Linked DNA regions of Mus musculus: regions 2 and 3 are each linked to region 1. The links are chromatin contacts, called in public HiChIP or PLAC-seq and promoter capture Hi-C maps. All regions are on one chromosome and are shown on one strand. Each heading gives the region's core, a stretch centred on a gene start, on an enhancer-like site or on the middle of the called end of the contact. The rest is flanking DNA. Distances are from core to core; before and after follow the strand shown.

The links. Promoter capture Hi-C pulls out the DNA fragments that hold promoters and counts their contacts. HiChIP or PLAC-seq counts read pairs in DNA pulled down with a chosen protein or histone mark.
Region 2: a contact with region 1 is called in a promoter capture Hi-C map of pre-B cells, with 6 times the contacts expected there. The contact joins the enhancer-like site here to the promoter of Atp6ap2 in region 1. A contact is called at or near these places in 3 of 39 promoter capture datasets (the 3T3-L1 cell line, cranial neural crest and pre-B cells), 3 of 115 datasets of contacts at active chromatin or transcription factors (embryonic stem cells, large pre-B cells and trophoblast stem cells) and 1 of 9 other capture datasets (liver).
Region 3: a contact with region 1 is called in an H3K27ac HiChIP or PLAC-seq map of epiblast stem cells. The contact joins the enhancer-like site here to the promoter of Atp6ap2 in region 1. A contact is called at or near these places in 1 of 39 promoter capture datasets (embryonic stem cells), 1 of 15 datasets of contacts at CTCF or cohesin (embryonic stem cells), 1 of 484 Hi-C or Micro-C datasets (uterus), 8 of 115 datasets of contacts at active chromatin or transcription factors (embryonic stem cells, epiblast stem cells, large pre-B cells and 1 more) and 2 of 9 other capture datasets (adipose tissue and embryonic stem cells).

Annotation. Positions count from the first base shown.
Region 1 is chrX:12,585,327-12,590,413 of GRCm38.p6, reverse strand. Atp6ap2 (ATPase, H+ transporting, lysosomal accessory protein 2) reads right to left here and starts at 2,655. Exons shown (of 9, transcript NM_027439.4): 1 at 2,479-2,655. The coding sequence starts at 2,518.
Region 2 is chrX:11,630,105-11,635,191 of GRCm38.p6, reverse strand. No RefSeq gene overlaps it. Among named protein-coding and RNA genes, the nearest start is that of Gm34187, 99 kb to the right of the region's middle. Within about 2 kb of position 3,146, at least 39 of the 459 cell types and tissues checked have an H3K27ac peak or open chromatin away from gene starts, as enhancers often do.
Region 3 is chrX:13,205,919-13,211,005 of GRCm38.p6, reverse strand. No RefSeq gene overlaps it. Among named protein-coding and RNA genes, the nearest start is that of 2010308F09Rik, 39 kb to the left of the region's middle. Within about 2 kb of position 2,890, at least 154 of the 459 cell types and tissues checked have an H3K27ac peak or open chromatin away from gene starts, as enhancers often do. A contact at or near this core is called in adipose tissue, embryonic stem cells, epiblast stem cells and 2 more, where this site is marked.

The DNA of each region.
Region 1 (5,087 bases), core at 1,406-3,905:
CCACCTCAGCCTTTCCTATAATCTTCTTGGGAGACACCTCCCCTGGGGGACATTCCTTGAGCTTCTCCAGTCTGTCTTCGAGAGGGAGTTAGTGTCCCTTCCTCAGAGACTCCACGATCTTGTGCAGTGAGCTTCTATGAATGATGGAACAAAATCAATCAACTTAAAAAAGGGATATGGGCTACTTCTGTCTCCAGGACATCAGAGACCAAAATCAACTCCCTCCTTTACAAGCATCTGTACCAATACCATGTGTTAGCTCTTGGTCCTTTTTCTCCAGGCTAAAATCTGAACTTTTTCAAATATGCCTCGGAACTTGGTAGTCATAGCCCAGGTTCCCTAGTTCTTTCTAGTTCCCTAACACTGTTTCAAAGCAAACAGTGAAATCTGAGCTCTTAAAGATGTTTTCCACTAAATCACGCTTAGTCACCATGGAAAATAACACTGTACTGACACCTGACAAGAGCCAGCAGCTCAGACAACTGTTATATGAACTAAACCACTTTAGCAAGGCTAGCATGTCCGGACCATGGAGAGAAATAATTATTTTACCTTAGACAAAAACCAAACCAAAAACCAAGACCTCCCTGACTCAAAATGTCATAGAGCTGAACACAGTGGTACTCATAAGGTAGAGACAGGCAGATCTCTCTGAGGTCAGGGACATCTAGGTCTTCATAAGATGGCAGGCAGGATACAGATGTCCAGCTGAACTACAGTGTCAATGGAAAGGTTTCGTTTTTAACTTTTAAACCAAATTAAAACAAAAGAATTCTCCCAATGTGTGTGTGTGTGTACACGGACACATGGATGTATGTGCAAGCATGTGGAATCTGAGGTCAACCTGCAGCGTCTTGCCTCAGGAACTGTCCACCCTGTCTCTCATTGGAATGTGAAACTTACCCATTAGGCTACAGTGGCCAGCAAGGAACTTGTAGGGATCCACCCACCTCCACCTCCCCAGCCCTGAGATTATCAGCACACACGGGTGCTTATTTATACAGGTGCTGGGGTTTAAACTCATGCCCTCATGCTTTTGTGGCAAGCAGTTACCAAAGTACCTTGAAAAATCCCCAAAGTATCTTGATTAAATCAGAATGGCCTTTCCAGAACCAACAACAATGAAGGAGACCCTAACACTTTGGAGGCCTGAAATATATGTTAACTATTAACACAGAGGGCTGGGCACCTCCAGGGCAGAGAAGAGGTTTGGTGCTCAAAACCATTACTAGGTCTTTTTCACTTCAACTGCCATTCCAAAAGTAGGACCAGCATCTCACACAGCACAGGCACAAGGTATCTCTTTGACACAAAACACCCATTCCTCCCCAAGGTGCTCTCCAGTTGATTTTTTTTTTTTTGAGACAGGGTTTCTCTGTGTAGCCCTGGCTGTCCTGGAACTCACTCTGTAGACCAGGCTGGCCTCGAACTCAAGAGATCCACCTGCTTCTGCCTCCCAAGTATTGGGATTAAAAGCATGCACCGCCATGCCTGGCTTCACTTGACTTATTGTATCTTATTGTCTGCAAGCTCAGCGTCTGTCCCACTACTCCCACGTTGCCACACAGCACTCCCTGTGCCACACACACAGAGTGGAAAGGCATCCATCCCCTTCTTGGAAGTCAACTGATCTGTCTGTCTTCAAACCCAGCTTTGATACATATTCCCCTTGTCATGCCCAGCTTTGATACATATTCCCCTTGTCATACCCAGCTTGATTCATACTCTGCAAAATGGGAATACTTTCTTCTAAGGATTACTGTAAACGAAATGCATTACTACATGATACTCAAGCCACAGGCCAAATATTAGCTCATTTCCATTCTTCTTATTCCATGTTAGAGAGCCTAGGTAGGTTCCACTAAGAAAGCTACCATTTATTTGACATGTGATCCTAAAAGCATGACTCATACCCTGCTCTCCAAATCCTTCAAATTGGGAACTGAAATCAATACTAAGAAATTGCGATCATCTTAAGAAATAATCATTATTTAAAAAACGATGACTCAACTTCACATCCTGATATGTATATATGAGGGAGGTAAGGGTTCACCCGTTGTCAATAACAACCATTAGAAATGAAGGTGGAAAAAAGACAGCAGCTAAAAAGCGGCAGCTAAATTGTTAGCTAACCTTTCCTTGGTAGTGGGTTGTGGTTCAACGGTGTATTAAGAAATGCAAACCCATCCTCCAAAGGGCCTTGAACAGGGAAGGAGTGATCAGACAAATGGGAGGACTGGGTCCTAAGCGGCTACGCGCCTTTACCCCCAAAGGCTGATGTCAGCTCCGGAGTCCCCCCAGGTGGCCCTGCTCGTCTCCAGAGACCACAAGGCCGCTCCGCCCGAGCCAGATCAAGGTCCAGAACCCCGAAGAGGGCCGCCAAGCCCAGACCGCCCCCACTGCGGCCCCCGCCAGCAGCCGCTCCCTCCCAGGGTCCCCGCGCCCCCTAGCTTCCCGCAGTGCTTCCCAGCTACTCACCCGCCACCAGAAAGAACAGGAGAACGACCAGCACAGCCATGGTGCCACGGTTGCTGAAGCGGAGATGAGCCACACGAAAAGGGACGCCGGGACTCAAGCGAGCACTGCAGCTCGACCGAGTGACGCGCTCCCGACGGTTCCGATCCCCAAGCCCCTCCCCTTTAGCCGCTCCAAGACAAGGTCTCAGCCAATCGCCAACTACGCCGCTACACGAGCGAGACGTAGCCTGGTCGACGTCAGCAATTGGGGCGGAGGCGAACGTGATGAATGGCATGCTCTGCCAATAGGAGTCAAGAGTTTTAAGAACAGGGCGGTTCTGTCCCGCCGGCCCACAACGACCGGTCACGAGATGAAGGGTAGGGCCCGCGGTTAGAGCAGGTGGCCCCACTGGTTGCAGGTTCTCGAAAGCCCACAGTGAGGCTTACTCCCGGGTGTGGACTCTTTGTCCAACCTCCGGTGACGATTTTCAACCCAGGCTTCGGTCTTTCCCGGTCTTGCACCTCCCGCCCGCTGCGACTGACAGATGGAAAGCGCTGGGCTAGCTCAGGTTTTGCTCTCTGGAGTACACAGACGCTGAGTACCTGAGGGAAGGAAGCCTGGCGCCTAGGGGAACCCCTGTCCATCTAGAAGAGATGCTACTTAAAATATAGGACTCCCGCTTGAATCTGAGTTGCAAAGAGTGATTTTTAGTGTGTCTAAAATATTTGTTTTACTTATTTTTATATATACGAAGTATCCATTGTCTGAAAGTGAAATATAACAGGGTATCCTGTTTTTTGATTTACTGTATTGAACAACTCTGCCTCCAAACACTGCGTACACAAGGAGTGATCCGATAGAATATTAATTATTTCGTTCTGAAATAATTAATATTTTCTAATCTGAATAAGGAGTTCAGGGAGGCTATGTGACGGCTAGACACACTAATTAGACCAAAATCATCCCTTGGCTCATAGCCTCTTACCTATGATGTAAGGCAAGAAGTGACATTGCCCATAATCTGTGGTTAGAAAACAACTTCTCAGTTGATGACCTTGAAAGATGAATATGATTTTAATATGTAAGTGGAGGATGTGGAAAGTGTAAAGAAAGAGTATAGCATATATGGTAGGGAAATGCCTCTTCCGATGAACTTTTAAATGTTTAGTTGGACAAAAGAGATTTTATAGGATAGAAGGATAGAGCTAAAATTTTAGTTCCTTCCTTCCTTCCTTCCTTCCTTCCTTCCTTCCTTCCTTCCTTTATCGTTTGGGGATGGAACTCCAGATCTGTGCACAATCTAGGCAAGTGCTCTACCACTGAGCCATACCTCAGGAAAATAATTTCTTTTAAAAGACCTTGACTTGTACACAGAAGAACTACAATTCATTAAGTACAAGTGGAGGAACCATTGGAAATGGCTGGACAGTGTTCAGTACACAGACGTAAGATAGGTGCCCTTGAGGGGAGATGGCTGTTTTATTCTTGGAACTGACTACGGGAGAACAAAGCGTTGCAGCACCTCCAGCAGTTAGTTCTCCAGGTGAAACTTAGCCAGCCCCAGAACTGGAATCAACCCCTGCCCCCTTACTCAGAAGGCAGTTTCTAGAAATCGCTATGTTTACCAAAGCCACTCAATTTATAAAGCATTCTGGACTTCCTCACTCAACCTCAGAAAGCTCTTAACTCTCAATTTTGTGTTTTTGTCCAACAGAGAATTTGCACACGTGTCTTTAAAGGACTATGAAGGGCTGGTTGTCTTTCTATTAGGAATGTAAAATTATTATATTAGAACCAAAATGTCTAAGGCAGCTAATTTCAAAAGCATAAGCTGTGCCAGGATTACCACAAACATTTTAAAAATTTTTAAAAATTCTTTTTCAAGGGCCAAGGAGTTGGCTCAACTGGTGAAGACACTAGCTGTGTAACACTGAAGATGCAAGTTAGATCCCTGAACCAATCTGGATTTGGTGCTGTGCATCTCAGCACTCCTGGGTTGAAATGGGAGGCAGAGATGACAGAATGGTCTGGAAGTTCCAGGACCCACTAGCCTGGAGTACACAACATAGCAGCAGAAACCAGAGAGACCATGCCCCACAAGGTGGGAAGGTAGACCCAACCCCTGGAAGTTATCATCTATCACACAAGCGCGCGCGCACACACACACACACACACACCACAACATAAGTAGAGAAATAAAAGAGAATTTAACATAAGGTCACTTCTGTGCACACCAACTAAAATTCCATGCTGATCCATTTTGTTGCCTGTTGGAGAACAGGTTTGAGCCAGTATCCCTGCAAGAATGTGTCTAAATGAATCTCATTTAGGGATATAGTCAGTGTCTTAGTCAGGGTTTCTATTCCTGCACAAACATCATGACCAAGAAGCAAGTTGGGGAGGAAAGGGTTTATTCGGCTTACACTTCCATACTGCTGTTCATCACCAAGGAAGCCAGGACTGGAACTCAAGCAGGTCAGGAAGCAGGAGCTGATGCAGAGGCCATGGAGGGATGTTCTTTACTGGCTTGCCTCCCCTGGCTTGCTCAGCCTGCTCTCTTATGGAACCCAAGACTACCAGCCCAGAGATGGTCCCACCCACAAAGGGCCTTTCCCCCTTGATCACTAATT
Region 2 (5,087 bases), core at 1,897-4,396, 960 kb after region 1:
AATAGCACACTGGGCACCTATGTACCCTACATCTTGATTTAGGAATTATTATTTTTGTAATAGCTGCTCATCTGTCTGTCCATGTAATTGCTTGTCTTTTTCCTAACCCATTAGAGTTTTGTTTTTAAGCTCTAAGTCAGGTGTAATGGCAATACTACAGAGGCTGAGGCAAGAATTTGATTCTCTCTATCTCTGTGTCTGTCTCTGTCTCTCTCAGTGTGTGTGTGTGGGGGGGGTTGGTGGAGTGAGACCTCTAAAAAGGAAAGGGTTAGAGAGGAAAAGAAAGAGAAAGGGAAGGGAGAAGGAGAGGGAGGCGAGAGGAGGAGCAGGACACACACACACACACACACACACACACACACACACACAGGCCATGAGAATGAATTTACCAGGCATCATGACATTTCTCATCTAAATATTGCAGCCTGAACTTCCAAACCACAAGACCATTTTATATGCAGGGAGTTTATACCAATAAAAAAAAAATGCCATACTCTAAACTTCCATTTTGCCAATAGTTCCCTCATGGAATGCTCATTTCCTAATGCAGAATGCAACCTGGGATCAATATTGCATTTAGTTGTCATGTCTCTTCAGGTGTCTTCAAGCTGTTCCTTTCCACTTTGGATTTTTTCTGCCCCATCACCTACTAACTCAAGAGGGCACTGTGAGCGGAGAGGTGTGGTAAATAAATTTGGAGGCAAACAGCCATGACATCATCGTCCCCCTCCTTGTTTCCTATAGTGTCTGGAAGCTTACAGAAACTCAGTACCTGCCTTGTCCATCATTAAGATGGAGGTATTGCACTAAGCTTCCAGCACTGGGGTAAGGACCAAGGGAGGTAACCTGGTAAAGTTTTCTACACATTCGTATTCACAATCTATTGCTTGAGCATTCCTTCTGCTGGTCTATGAGGTGGAGATAAACTGCTGAACAAACTCAGGGCTTGACAGCTTGACAGGTAAGTTTGACAACTAAACTTGACAGCTTAGCACTGGGTAGCGGACAATGCATAATGACTATTTGGTCCAGTTAAGATACTTTGCATGGGGCTCAGTGATTAAGAGCACCTGTTCTTACAGAGGACCTGGGCCCAATTCCCAGTATTCACATGAGGGTGGAAGTGTGGTTCAAAACCACCTCCAACTCCAGTTCCAGCGATCCACTGCCCTCTTCTGGACGCCACAGGCACTGCATGCACCACATGGTGTATGGACTACATGTAGGCAAACCACACAGACATACAAATAGAGGTTAAAAAAAGATACTCTATCCCGGCATGGTAGTCCACGCCTTTACTCCCAGCACTTGGGAGGCAGAAGCAGGCATATCTCTGACTTCCAGGCTAGCTAGCCTGGTCTATGGAGCGAGTTCTAGGACAGCCAGGGCTACACATAGAAACCCTGTCTCCAAACCTGCCCCCGCCAACACACACACACAAAGGGTATTCTGTACAGAAAGGCAGAGCCTCTGTCTCATTCATCTCAGTGGCTTCGATGCCTACAGCAGCACCAGAGCACACACTAGCAACCAATGACTGGATTCTTTTAGTACTGACTTTGAGAACTAGTTTACCATAGACACTGTTTGGAAACTCATTCTCCTTAGTCCTCTCCTAGTGTTCTGGATTGGAATGAACTCTGGAAAAGCCTGGCTTGCTGGGATTGAAAAGATATCTACCAGCAATTTTCAAAGAAACCACAAATTAATTTGGCCTTAAGGCCCATGTTTTACTCATTAGTCAACTGGCAGATGTAAAAGATGCTGTAGAAGGGGAAGAGCAAAGACGTGGAAGGCTTGAAGGGAGGATGGGAAATGGAATCACAGGTCCTCAGGTGAGCGTGAAGAGCCCCATGCTGGTTAGGAAGGGGAACTCTTCAAGAGTTGAAGGTTTGAGTGGGGACAAAATTATGATCAGTTTTCGGGAGGATTAAACTAAGGGGATGCTGTTTGGAGAAGGGTGGGGGTGGGTAAGTGTAAGGAACTGTCTGGGCAAAGACATGGAGCTGGGACATATAATGAATTAGGCTCCTCGGTGTGGGTGTGGGTTGAGCACCTTGCCATATTTGGAAAAACAAAACAAAACAAAACAAAACAACAACAACAACAAAAAACGGCACCGCTCACTAAGAGATCTCTCTTCCTTGACCCATGGGCAGTAGGTAGGAGATTACATGCCCTCTATTATCATTAGATGACCTACTTAGGAGCTGGGGAAGCAGCTCAATAGTAGAGCCCTGGGTTCAAGCCTCAGCACTATAAACAAACAAAATTAGCCCAACGGCTAAAAGTGCTTGCCTTTTGGGGTAATTGAACATAGGCCTGGACTATGCTGAGCAAGCACTGTACTGTCCTGAGCTCTGTTCTTAGACCTCCTCTCATTTCTTTTAATTCAGGGGTTCACTCTATAGTCCAGGCAGGTCTCGAACTTGAACTCCTCCTGCCTCAACCTCCTGAGTAGTGGAGATTACAGGCCTCTGCTATCAGATCCTGCTGAGAGGAAAAGAAATCTCTTGATGGCAGTTTACAGAGACACAGATGAGATGGCTCATGTTAGGTGAAGCAGGAGGACACTGGCCACAAGCTGCACACCTTGGCCCTCCACTGTTTTGCCTGTGTGACCCTAGGCAGGCTAACTTAACTTCATTGAGGCTCAGCTTCTTCCCTTGTAAATTGTAGAGGCGATCTACCTGAGAGGCTGGTGGGTGGCTTAAGTGAGGACACATACTGACAGTGTGAGAACTGTGCTGTCCCCAACGTTCTAGTTTAATGAGACGTTACCACAATATCTTGCCCACATGCTGTAGAAGTCTGAGCTCAGCTGTCAGTTACCCGGAGACACACAGGTCTAGAGTCCGGGTTTTGAGCTCTTGGGCTTAGCTCCTCCACCCACGGGCTCCTCTCTGCCTGAAAGCAGATGGTCGGGGAGACAGACAAAGCCAGACAGGAGAAGCAGCAACTTGCTCTTGAACCAGCTGACAACCCCCCCTCTCTCCTCCCAGCCTCACCCTAGGCCGGGAGCGCGTGCTGGGAAGAGGATTAAATCAATGGCAATTCACATCTCTCCAGAAACCGGCTCCCTGATCCGAACTAATAAGCAAATCATTAGTGAATTAGGGCTGGGGAGGGCTCAGCGCAGCGTTCCTTCTCCTCTGGCTGAACGTACAGCGACAGGCGTCAAAACCCCAACCACTTTCCTAGGCGACCTTGAGATGATCACACCACAGAGGCTATTTTTGTGCTAAAACAACAACCGCGAGACCCCCTTCCCAACTCAGCCAGATCCCAGAACCTCCGGAGCTACGACAGGCAAGCTGGACCTTTCTTCCTCCTACTGCAGCTAACCACAGCCAATGGCACGAAACCTTGCCTTCCTTACCGTGCTGTAAACCCTGAGTATGTTTGCAACAGTGAGGACAACCAGAAGCCAAACTGCCTTCCCCTCCCCCAGCCCTGGGCACAAACTTGGCCCCCTTGCTTATTTCCTGGTGAAAGCCCATTATCTCTCATTTACATCTAAACTAGCTTTTCATACTATTTTAAAGGCCGCTCCTCCCCTTCTGTAATCTCCCTGTGCATGAATTAAAAGTTGATTCTTGAAACGCACAAATCTTGGGGGCAGTTTCTTTTTCCTCCTTATTTGCATACGCTGTTTTGGACTAACCCTTTTATTTCCTCCCAATTATGATTTCTGGTGTGTTTTCCAGAGCTTTACAACATGGCATCTGATTATACACAAAGCTTCAGAATAAAGCCCTGTTTTTCCCTTCATTAACGACACAAAGGATGGCTGTATGATCCACACAGCACTTTGTGATTTAATACAGCTTACGCTCTAAATCGCACCCGGCTTGGGCAAAGCAGATTTGGGAGTGAATCAACGCATTTTCTTGCTGCCAGGAGCTCCCTTGCAGATTCCAGCAAATTCTTTCACCACACGGAATTAGCATTTGATTAAGCTCTGCAGACACGTTCAAACTTTTACCACTGAGTCCTGGCAGGGTTGTAGTAATCTGCCGAGAAGGAGAGGCATCTAGAACAGCCACGACTACCTGACCTGTCCCCAACAGATTGAGGGAGAGGGTACCTGAAAGTGAGCAGAGGGTGTGTGTGTGTGTGTGTGTGTGTGTGTGTGTGTGTCTGACAGTGAGGGGCGTTGGATGTCTACTTGAGTTAGGACCTTTCTTTCCTACACTTAACCCTGGACAAGCTTTCTCACTTAGCGTGCTTTCTAACGGAGCACTGCAATGATAGTTATGACTTAGGACTCAGGAGGCATATGACCTTCAACTAGAACCTGCCTGGTCTCAGGTTCAGGGAAATGGGACTCAGCATCCCTGTCGAGTCCCAAGGTCCTTTGGCTGGAGTTGCTTCCAGGACGGCTTCCAGCTAAGCTTCCCAGAAGCCTGAGTGGAAAATCTCGTCCATTTCCATTATGCAAATACAAGAAGCGGAAGTTTATCAAACTGGGGCTTTGTACCTCGAAAGTGGGTGTGCCAGCATGGGGGGCTATAAAGGCTTTATTGCCACAAGTTTGGGGTGATTGCTTCCCTCGCAAATGCCGGGAGCAGGATTGAATTATGCAGGTCTTCCAAACAGGTGGCAATAAAAACTTTACAGTCTCCCACACCATCACATATTTTGTTTATGCCTCTTAGGTGTCTTATTTTGTTAGAGGCTTTTTCTTCCTTTTTTTTTTTAACTCTTCTGTTACTATGGAAACAGAAATAGGTGGAGGTGTTTCTGGCTACCTGTTTTGGTAGATGGAACGCAAGTGAACTATCACTGGGCACTCTGATAGATGGAATAACTGACGTCTGGGGAGGGTAGGAACTAATTAGTTCTGGAATATCATAGCTCTTGAATTCTTTCTTTGGGGAAGAGAGGGAGTGAAGGGGAACATGTCCATTTCACAGATGGTAAAACAGAGGGACAAAACAGGTCTTTTTTGCAGTCAGCAAGCCAGAAGAAAACAGCAAAAGGGCCAAGAAACTTAGTGTCTGGTTTTCTAGGGCTGCAAAGCCAAAATTAGTGATGCCCTTTTGGTAACCTGAGGTCAGACTGCAGTGACATCTGCTGGCAGAGAC
Region 3 (5,087 bases), core at 1,641-4,140, 620 kb before region 1:
AGTGCTGGGCCTAAAGACATGTGGCAATAAATGTAATTTTTGAAAAGAGAGAGGGTAAAACTGTTCCTCCAAATGAAAGGAAATGAGAATTAAAAAGAAAGAACAAAAGTTAAGTGTAAGCACACTGATGGGGCAGAAGGCTTGCCACAAGTTCAAGGTCAGCCAGGACTACAAGCAGGGTGGGGGGAGAACGAATTTCATCACAAAGTCAGCTGCTATTTTATCTATTGCATTGTTGAGTTCTGCCGTGTAAGACCTCTCCAAGGTAAAGAGCAAGCACACACACCTCTCTACTTACCCTAGACAGAGAACCCGTGACAGACCAATGTACTGATTGCACCAAAGTCCAGCTTGATGAACTACTGAAAATCATAGTTTTACTGGGGTTTTTAACAAGTGTATGGCAAGGGGTTACTTACAGGAGCAGGGGTGACTACAAAGCAGATGCATTCCATAAGAACCCATCCAAACACCAGTGACAAATCCTGAACCCTGAAGTCCTCTGCTTAACTGGACAGATGGACAATTGGACAGGTCTGAGAGATCTCCTTTTGGCAGCTGGTCAGTTTCCTCCCCCAGTGATTGTTGGCTGCTTCTAGCCGAAGAAAGAGAGCCTTTTAGAACCTTACATGGTTCAGGATTCAGCATGTGACGTCAGCATTTCAACTCTGTCTCCTAGGCCTCTAGGAGGGAATGTTTCCCAACCCTTTCTGATAGTTTAAGTTTTGTTTGTTTAATGTTTATGCGTATGAGTGTTTTGCGGGCATGTATGTCACCTTGTGTGTAGCTGACACCATTGGATTCCCTAAAACTGGAGTTAAAGGTGCCACATGGACCCCGAGAATCAAACCTGGATCCTCTGCAAGAGCAGGTAGTGTTCTTGCCTGCTGCACCCTTGATGAACCATCCTGCCTCCATCGTATTTATGGCTAAAACTGTTTCTCAAGGATTGGGCTATGCCCCACTTGTAACCTTTCCTTCAAATGGTTCTATACTGCTTGTTCCAGGAAACAGCAACTGTGCCTTTGTTCCAAAAAGTTATGACCATGTGACAACCCTATTTTTTTGTTTCAAAAGGTTATTATGACCACCTTGCAACCATGTCCTTGTTTCAAAAGTTGTTAAGACCAATTTCTTTTTTTTTTTTTAAGATTTATTTATTTATTTATTTATTTATTTATTTATTTATTTATTATATGTAAGTTACACTGTAGCTGTCTTCAGACATTCCAGAAGAGGGAGTCAGATCTCGTTATGGATGGTTGTGAGCCACCATGTGGTTGCTGGGATTTGAACTCTGGACCTTTGGAAGAGCAGTCGGGTGCTCTTACCCACTGAGCCATCTCACCAGCCCAAGACCAATTTCTTATGCTCTGCTCTGCTTCTGTAACCCTGCCTGTTTGCCTGTCGTATCCCCCATTTGGAAAGCCCCTACCCCTAAGCTATAAAAACATTATCTCCCTCACATCCAAGGCTGACTCCTTGAATTCCACCTTAGAGGAGGCAACCCATGTATACACATGAATTAAAAAAAAAAAAAAAGAGCTTGCAGGTTTGCAGTGGACTATGGTGGCCCCCACCTTTAATACTAGCACCCCGGTGGCAGAGACAGACAGCTCTCTGAGTTCGAGGCCAGCCTGGTCTACAGAGTGAGTTCAAAGACAGTCAGGACTGTTACAGAGAAAAACTCTTGTGTGAGTGGAGGCGGGGGTAGGGCAGGGGGTAAGCTTGCTTTAATTAATTTGACCATGATGATTTGGGCTGGTGCTCTCTATTCAAATCCTTGATGTCAACACCATTCCCACAGCCCTCTTTTCTTTGAATCTTTTGAGATGAGGTCTCACTGTGGCTGGGTGATTTGCCTCCATGTCTGTGTGCCACCTGCATGCAGATCTTGAGGAGGTCAGAAGAGGGCAGTGGATCCCCTGGAACTGGAGTTACAGATAATTGGGAGCCCACCATATGGGGACCAGGAATTGAACCCATGTCCTTTGGAGGAGCCATTAGTACTGTAAAGCACTGAGGCATCTCTCTCAGTCTCATAACTAATAGCTGGGATAACTTTTCACAGACCCTCTTTTGGCTCTGAATACTTGAAACACTGTTTCTCTTCCACCACCTACTTTCCAACTGCTGTGGCTCAGGGTGGCGTTACCAGGTGGGCAGGCAGATTATTCCTGGAAAGCATTCCTGTCCTAAGATGGCCAGTAATTCCTATATATGGAAATATAATGGTCCATTAAAGTCATTCCAACTGTATCGCCAACTCGAGTTCTCAGGATCCAGAAGTCCCTTAGCCTGTGGGAATGGGACAAAGGGAGAGTCATAGTGGGGGAGATAGCAGAGTTCTGTTTTTAAACTGGGATAGTTCAGGCTGGCATAGAACTCACAGGGAATCCCCTGTCTGTGCCCCTGTAGTGGCAGGATTACAGATATACACCAGCCACCACTTAACCAATTAAGCTCATATCATCCCCTTTCTCCAATTTTACACACATGTATGGTATGACAGTTACGTTCATTTTGGGGGATTCCAGCAAACAAGGAGCCCGATGCTTGAGCCTTAGTTCCGGCTTCGTGCTCTGGATATGTAAAAGGGTTAGGTGCTTTTTGAGTTCTGATTAACAAAGGGCAAAAAAATCGGGGGTTGGGGGACGCAGCAGAATCTAAGATGTCGTGGGTACAAAGCACTTGGATCTGCGCAACCGCCACAGTTCCCTTCCCCCACTTCCCAAGCCATTGAGCAGACGTCTCCAACCCCTCGTGGTTCATGCCACCCTGCGGCCACTAGAGGGCAGCAGAGCCTAACGTCAAGCGAGGTCTGGCACAAGAGCTGGTTTTCCAAGGGGATTTCCGAACCACACTCCCTTAGACTTCCGGTGACACCACCCATCTTTGGCAACAAAAAGTGTGCCGGCTTGGCCAGGCAGAGAGCCGCGGAGTCCTGACAGATGCTGTTCTGTTAAAGATCAGGTTGCTGGAACAGTGTGGCTTCCTCGCCACCCCTATGGACAAAGGTCCACGTGGCTGTGGGGCCAGGCCCTTAAAGGAAGTAGCACAGAGCTGGCAGGTGTCACAGCCTCTGTGTATCCATAACTAATCCTCGTCACCACTGAACCCACACAGAAACATTGTGAGACCAGAGACTCCTATGGAGATCAGGAAGAGACCCTTGCCCCAGGCCTTTGGTAGGGACTCTTAACAGAAGTAAGACCCCAGGGCGAACAAGTTGCTGTTGGCTGGGACAGGGGAGCTGCGTGAGTAGATGATGTGGGGTCAGGGCTGGAGGCATCTTACTTGTGACCAGGTGGGACCACGCCCCAGGGTGGGCACACCATCCCAGACTGCAGGTCCGATACTTCTGCCAACAGCTGGTTTCTGTGGCCGGTACTGGTTGTGGCCCAGCCTGCCTTCAGCGCCTCAGGGCCAGCAGCTTTATGATCACCAGCTGCCAAATGCCACGGGCATACCATTTAAAAGCCAGCCCCCCCCCCCCATCGCGGCCTACTCTTTCACCCTGTCTCTCTGTCTCTTGTTGTCTGGGCTAGCCCATCTCTTCCCACCCAAATAAATTCCTTTCGGGAGATCTATTGTATGATGGTATGATGGTGTAATCTTTGGGACACACTTTAGTAACCCCAACCCGCCAAGGGATTCTGCTGGTTAACCCTTACTCTGGTGATACGGGATCTAATGGGGACTCTTCGGCCATGCACTCTGCAACTGAGACACAGCCCCAGCTCTCTGAGCTGGATTATTTTGTTGTTGTTGTTGTTACTGTTTTTATTTTTATTTGTGTATGTGGGCACATAAGTACTATGTCCTAAGAGGCCACAGTCATTGTTACCCCTAGATCTAGAGTTATGCTAGTCTCCCCTCACCAAAATGTGCATTTTAAAGGTGGTTACAGGACAGTTCCAGAGATGGCTTGGTGACCTGTTAAGAGCACTGGCTGCTCTTCCAGAGAACCCGGGTTCCATTCCCAGCCCCCACATAACTACTCAAAACCGGCTGTAACTCTAGTCTTAGGGGATCCCATGTCCTCTTCTAACTCCAAGGCCATAGACACAAATGAAACATTCTTACCAAAGAAAAAAGTCATCTAAAAACAAACAAACAAACCCAAAGACTCCTGGGGTGGCAATCCTGTAATCTGTTGTTTGTGGTGCTGTTTGGTTGTGTTTTTCTCTTTTACAGGGTAGGAATGTGGGCCCTTCCCCCAGCCTTGAGTTGGCTAAACAAGTCGCCACCGCTGGAGCCAGGCGTCCTGCCCAAGCGGAAAGAGACTGCCCGCCCGCTGAGCTGCTGAGAGCTTCCTTTGCAACTCAAACCCAGCTGAAACAAAGGGGCTCCGTTTTGTGGTTTTGCCTATAGAAATGCAGAGCTGAAAAATTACAATTTGAGCCATGGTCAGAGAAACTTTGTCTTGGTTTGTTATTTCTCTCCTCCCACTTCTCTCCCATCCTAATTCCATTCCCAGCCCTCCTTCCAGGAATGCCTGGTTCTCCAAGGCCACTGGACGTGTAATCCAGACCTTTCAGGAGCAAACAGTCTCCCACAGCCCAGCTAGAGTCATTTCTTTCTTTCTTTCTTTCTTTCTTTCTTTCTTTCTTTCTTTCTTTAATTTATTTATTTATTTATTTATTTATTTATTTATTTATTTATTTATTAGGTTTTGAGTTTTGTTCTTTGTTCTGTATTGTTGTTGTCTGGTTTTGTTTTGGAGACAGGGAATCAAGTAGCCCAAGATGGCCTTGAACTCATTCCAGTCCTCTTCCCTCCACATCTCAAATTCTGAAATTACACACGTATCACACCACTCTCTCTTTCTCTTTCATCTCTCCTTCTCTCTGTGTCTCTCTGTCTGTGTGTGTCTCTCTCTCCGTGTGTGTGTGTGTGTGTGTGTGTGTGTGTCTGTGCCACAACAATCAATAAAGTTGGTCTGTTTTCTTGTAGGAGCATACATAAACTAATCCACCCCCAGGTATGTTTGTTACCGAATTTCCAGTTGCTTACCCAGAGACACTGCAGGCCTGGTGGCAGGGGGCAGGTCTGAAAGGCTGCCCTTTTGTAAAAGAAATCTTCAA